Regions from separate parts of the Pan troglodytes genome. Here region 1 is linked to region 2. The links are chromatin contacts, called in public Hi-C maps. All regions are on one chromosome and are shown on one strand. Each heading gives the region's core, a stretch centred on a gene start, on an enhancer-like site or on the middle of the called end of the contact. The rest is flanking DNA. Distances are from core to core; before and after follow the strand shown.

What was found. Hi-C and Micro-C count contacts between places; a contact is called where the count stands out from the background.
Region 1: a Hi-C map of stem cell-derived neural progenitor cells shows a contact between it and region 2, with 4 times the contacts expected there. The contact joins two enhancer-like sites. A contact is called at or near these places in 5 of 7 Hi-C or Micro-C datasets (blood, induced pluripotent stem cells, a lymphoblastoid cell line and 1 more), 1 of 1 datasets of contacts at active chromatin or transcription factors (stem cell-derived excitatory neurons) and 1 of 1 other capture datasets (stem cell-derived neural stem cells).

What each region holds. Positions count from the first base shown.
Region 1 is chr12:58,079,183-58,082,030 of NHGRI_mPanTro3-v2.0_pri, forward strand. All of the region lies in intron 1 of SERTAD2 (SERTA domain containing 2), which reads left to right. Among named protein-coding and RNA genes, the nearest start is that of SERTAD2, 110 kb to the left of the region's middle. Within about 2 kb of position 1,344, at least 16 of the 24 cell types and tissues checked have an H3K27ac peak or open chromatin away from gene starts, as enhancers often do. A contact at or near this core is called in stem cell-derived excitatory neurons, stem cell-derived neural progenitor cells and stem cell-derived neural stem cells, where this site is marked.
Region 2 is chr12:57,864,575-57,867,593 of NHGRI_mPanTro3-v2.0_pri, forward strand. All of the region lies in intron 1 of LOC134807897 (a long non-coding RNA gene), which reads left to right. Among named protein-coding and RNA genes, the nearest start is that of SERTAD2, 110 kb to the right of the region's middle. Within about 2 kb of position 1,622, at least 16 of the 24 cell types and tissues checked have an H3K27ac peak or open chromatin away from gene starts, as enhancers often do. A contact at or near this core is called in stem cell-derived excitatory neurons, stem cell-derived neural progenitor cells and stem cell-derived neural stem cells, where this site is marked.

The DNA.
Region 1 (2,848 bases), core at 94-2,593, 210 kb after region 2:
TCCAGGCATCAGAGCATATTATGTTTTTGTTAAGGTTAGAAACTGTATAATTCTACTCAACCTTTTACTTGAATTAAGTGTGCCATTCCCAAGTAATCCTTTTTCCTTATAAATTAAAAAAATTCCTTAAAACTGAGAAAACAAAAGCATTTTTCTTTCTAATTTTTTTTTAAATCAAGTGTACCATACTTTTAGCCAGAATCCTTAGATAAAATAAAACAATTGGCAGCATTCTCATTGTCCTTGGAAGAAGGTAATTGGTGTCCATAGCTTCATAAGAGTTGGGATTAAAACTTAAAATTCCCAGCTGGCAGAGGAACCACTAAGACAGGATATAAGAAACATTTTATACCACTTGACATTTATATTCTAAAAAGCCTATTCTCTTTCCAGATGTGTACTAACAAGGCCATAATTTATTCTAAAGAAATATTTACTTGAAACATTCCCTCCCAGAATTTGACTATGTTTTTGCTTACTAAATGCAGCTGTCAACATTTTAAAAAAATTATTTTACTAGGAGAAAAGTTTATATTTGACAAACCTCCAGTATTGGAAATTGCCTTCAATTTAATAGGAGCATGTAAAAATCTGAGAGGAGAAACTAGAATTTTAAAAATTTGGACTTTAGAAAACAACCCCAAACAGTAAAAGTTGTTTCTTAAATTTACTTGGGGCTTGACTTCCTGTTCGAATTTCAGTGTATCGTCAGGCTTTTTTTTTCTTCTTCTTCTTCTTCTTCACTGTCAAGAAAGCCGGGAGGATTGCTCCTGCAGGTCTTCGTCAAATGCAGGGTCTCATCTTGCACAAACAGCCTAGGCTGCGTTGCCCTGCGGGCCCCCGCGCGGCCGGTGCGCAGCGGGAGAGCCCGGAGGAGGCGCCGGCAGCAAACAGTGGTATCGGGTTACAGGTTCAGAATATCGCTGGAGCACAGGAGACTGGCTTGATCTAGTGACTGGCTTTATAATTACATTGCTGATTTGTTAGGGGAGGCTTTGTCTTACTTACCAATTAGCATGGATGTTACTGCAGGGACCTCAGACATTCTGGATGAGCTTTGGTGTGTGTTTTTTTTTTTAAAAAAAAAGCATCCCGATCCATAGAACTTCATGAGTTCTGTTACTAATACTCCGCCTTGTCTTTGGGCATCCTTATACCCTGTCTGTAAATAAGCCAGAGACGGTCTCTCCCTGTTGGAATTTTTGCCCACTCCCCTGGGCCAGACGCAGTTGTTTTGGGGTCTCAGGTTTGCTTTTGCTGTTTGGATACCCCAGCACCTTCCCGCACCGTGCTGGAGGGGACAGCCCACATCCCGTGCCTGCTGCAGTGTCAGGACACGCGAGGCCCGGCTGAGGACGCGCCTGTTTCTCTTAGCTTCCTTTCTGATTCTGCCAGTATCATCCACCACTGCAACCTTTTCAGGGCAGCCTCTTTGTTTTCGCTGGTGTGTTTTATTGTTCCTTGGGGGAGGAGGGTGTTAAAAGCCTGGACATGATCAGATTTCTTAGTCCAGTGTGTTGTTTAAGGTGTAATATTTGAAGTGTAGAAAGTTGTCTAAGCAAACAGCTTCCCCCAGTTAGGATCGGGCTTCTCCTTCCTGCTCGGAAGTTGCTGTGTCACACTACGACAGCAGCCTGGAGGCAGGGCTCTGGGGTCCTCAGCGTCCCGCCCTCAGGCTGGTGGGAGGTTCCCTTTTGTCATGAACAGAGGCTCTCCCACTTGGATGCCTCAAAAGCAGGGTCCTAAACGCACTGGGAGACCAGCCTGTGGAGTGAAGAGAAGAGAAACAGCGTATTCTGTGTTTCAGAAGTTGTCTCAAAACAATCCTGGCCCTACTTTGAGCCTCTTTTCGGCTCAGAAGTCTGCCACATGCCCAGCTAATTTTACCAGGGGCACCCCTTTCCTCTACCACCACCACCAAAAGACACCAGGAGAATGAATGTGTTTCCACTTAGGGCTGTGGGCTTTGGTGGCACAGTATGTCAGGGGAAGGGAAGGACCGCTGCCAGCCTTCTCATAAGACAATCGCCACACTTCTTTTTTCTTCCAAAGAGGTGGGTACATGAGGGCAGATCACTACTTTTGAGTGTTGGCGTTGGGTTAAAGGCCTCATCTTTCTGGTTTTAGCGTTAGCATTGACACCTCTGGACTTGTCAGCAACCAGTGGTCACACCAGCAGCCATATGGGACAGTGTGTCTGATGAGGTTAGGGATACAGCTTGGTGTTTTTTTTGTTTTGTTTTGTTTTGTTTTTTTGGAGACGGAGTTTTACTCTGTCACCCAGGCTGGAGTGCAGTGGCGCGATCTCGGCTCACTGCAAACTCCGCCTCCCGGGTTCACGCCATTCTCCTGCCTCAGCCTCCTGAGTAGCTGGGACTACAGGTACCCGCCACCGCCTGGCTAATTTTTTGTATTTTTAGTAGAGATGGGGTTTCACCGTGTTAGCCAGGGTGGTCTCGATCTCCTGACCTCGTGATCCACCCGCCTCGGCCTTCCAAAGTGCTGGGATTACAGGCGTGAGCCACCTTGCCCTGCCAAGGGATACAGCTTGTTAAAGCTCCCCTTTGAATTAGGAGCCTTTTTCCTGAGAGCTGTTAGCTAGCGTTTTGAAAACGTTCCTGTTGAAGTATAGCGTGCATGTAGAGCCGTGCAGGATCCCGCGTGTGCAGGCCGGTGACTCATCATGAGGCAGGCCCCAGCTGTGCTCTCCACCCAGGTGAGCGGCAGAGCATGGCCAGCTCACCCCACTAGCCGCCCGTACACCACGGCAGACACTGTAGTTCAGTGTTGCCTTGTTACCTGACTTTTAAAACAACATACCACTTAATTGTGAAGCCTGCTGCTCTCC
Region 2 (3,019 bases), core at 372-2,871:
ATTGCTCAGGTGCAGGTGTGAAGTAAACAGTTTGATTTAACCACAGCTGGGTTTTCGCCCAGTGAATACAATGGAGAGAGACCAGAGCAAGGACGGTAGGCATGTTTGCCAGGGAGATTTTGTGTGCTGGAGCATGGAGTTTCAGTTCTCAGCTGGCTGAGAATGAAGGCCTGAGGGGGGAGATGTCATGAGAAAACAGGAGAGTCATGGAATAGAGGTCTGAGATGGGAAAATTGCTGAGTCCAAGAACTAAAGTAAGTGACCTGGAGGACTGATAGGTGAAGGGATCTCTGGATCTGAGAGTTTAGAGATGGTGTAGACATTCATGGTTCCAAGATCTAGCATATGACCAGGAGGCTGAGGCAGGGCAGGAGGAATATTCTGCTAGGGCTAAGGATATTAACAGTCTTAGAGATCGGAGTGTTGGGCGGGTCATCAGCATAGATGCTGAAGTCACCAAAAATGATGATATGAAAGGAGATAGAGCCTGATACTAAAATAATCAAGGGTTGGGGGAAGTGACTAGGAGGGTGACAGATGACATTAACTAGGAGGGGTGATTGGTGGCTTTTTTAATTAAATATTTTTAATTTTTAATACTTTTTAGAGTAGTTTCAGATTCACAGCAAAATTGAGTGGAAAATCCAGAGTTCTATATATCCACCCTCCTGGGAGCAGTGTCCCCCACTATCAACATTCCCCACCAGCATTTGTTACAATTGATGAACCTAAGTGACACATTATCACCCCGAGTCCACAGTTTACATTGATGTGAATGCTTTATTCTTACTTTACGTTACTTTTGCTGTTGTACATTCTATAGGTTTGAACAAATGTATTATGACATTTATACCATTATAGTATCACATCTAGTAGTTTCGCTGCGCTAAGAGGCCGGGCTTTTGAAAGAGGAAGGAGAAACCGTTTAGAAACTTCAGTGATGAATGCGGAGTACATCTTCAGGCCCTGAGCTGCATAGCTGGAGGGAGAAAAGAGCCTCTACTGGAGAGGGCTATAGGGCAGCAGCGTCCTGGGGGCAGGTGGGCTTCTGGAAGAAGAAAGTGAGGGTCCTAGTTTTGGAGGAGCTTGAGAGTAGAGGCCTGGGGTAAGACTGGGGAGCGCAGGCAGGGTGGAGGCAGGGTTGGCTGCTGGGTGCTCAGCAGTGTGGGGTCGGGCATGTGTGCTGTGGTGAGTGGGGGCGGCTGGGGCAGGTGACAGGCCCTGGAGGGAGGTGGCAGGTCGGATACCCTCACCTCGCCCTGTTGTGGAAGCTTTCCAGAAGATTTTGGGGAAAAACAGACTTCCCTTTCCAGGAACCCCTCTAAATTCGGTTGGTCGTGGTTCTCGGGGTTTATTATCTCCTTCCCGGTATCTCCAGCGTTCTTCTTCTCTGTGGATTTCTTATTTCCTCAATTAGACGAACGTTTGGGCAGGAACCCCAGCTCTACCATTTTACACCCGCTCAAGTGCAATACAGCACTTGACACATCATGTTTGTTGATTGCGTTGGATACAACTGCGGTCTGGTTTCCCTTCGCGGCCAGGAATCCAAGAATGCACCCTCACCCCGCGGCTGCCTCCCGGGGCCAGCTGCCGTGCTGGTCCCCGGTAACCCGACGCCGGGCCGCTCCCCCTCCCGCCCCGGGGCTGCGGCCGCCAATGGACGCAGCCCGAGCCTCCGTCTGGGCCGTGGGCCCCTCTCGGCGCCGCCCCCGCTGGGCTGGAGCGGGGGCGCCAGAGGCAAAGGGCCTGCAGGCGCGCGAGCACAAACCGGCTCCAGTTCTCAGCCCCTGCTCGCCGCCCTCTTCGTGTCCCGGCCCCGGCCCCGCCGGGACACCTCTGCCCCCTGCCTCGAGCCCAGGAGGCCAGGCTGCCGCCCCAGGGCGCCCGGGCAGTCGCAGACGGCGGCCTCCAGAGGGCCACGCCGGGGACTCTCCCAGCCCGGGAGCCAAGGCACTTGGCTCTGGCCTCTCTCCACCGTTTGATCTGCCCAGAGACCTTGGGCGGTCCGAGAGCCTCCGAGCCTCAGTCTCCTCATCTGTAGCTGGGGCTGGGCCCTGCGCACCTCTGAGTGGAGTGATGCAAGGGTGAAGGGTGTGAAAGTCTCCCTGTGTTGCCCAGGGGTCAAGGTCAAACCCAAGACACAGTGCCGCCAGCAGCTGCCCCGCCCGCAGCAGCTGCAGAACCGCAGCTCCTCCTGCCACCATCCAGGGAACTCCCTAGCTCCAGAGGAGGAGCCTATCAAGGGCACTTGGCTTTCCTCCACGTCCCCGGCACGGCACGAGGCGTTTCCTGCAGCTCCTAACTTCCAGTGTAGAAATCAACTCCGGGTTTCAGCAACCCTGGGAGAGGAGGCTGGAAATAGACGCTGGGCCAGCAGGAAGGTGCACAGGCGGGACACCTTTCAGCTGCCTGTTTCATCTCCCGTACATGATACTCGCTAGAGTGTAATAAGTGTACCAGAGGAAACACTCACTGACAAAGCCTATTTTCTCCCCAGATGGTTACAAATGCACATTCTTGAGTGACCTTCTACAGGCTACAAATACTGATGTATTTATACTGTACCTTGGGTCATGGTACCCAAAAGAAAAGCAAAGCAGAGCTCAGAAAATACATTCTAGTCTCAAAGAGGAAGGAAGACAAAAGAGGATGTCTTTGTCAGTCTGCATTATGTTAACATTCATAGCCTCCCGTCACCCCCCATGATGGCAGGGCACAGGTCACCTATGGTGATGGGGACATATGAAGTTCCCTGAGTTCTTCACTTCTGTGTCATGTCCTGAACAGTATCCCAAGTTGGCTCCTGGAACCCGCAGCCTTGGCTCACACCAACAATGTCACAGAGGTAAAGTGCTCTCGCTTCCCTGAGCTTGGACTTCAGGGCCTGGCAGCCCCCCCAGGTCCTCACCCTGGATGAATCCAACAGCAGGAAGTGACTGGGGAGTCCCTGAGCAGACAGAGGGAGAGGCGCCCACCGGCCCAGGCCTGATGTTCTTATGAATTCTTTTGGTTCCAG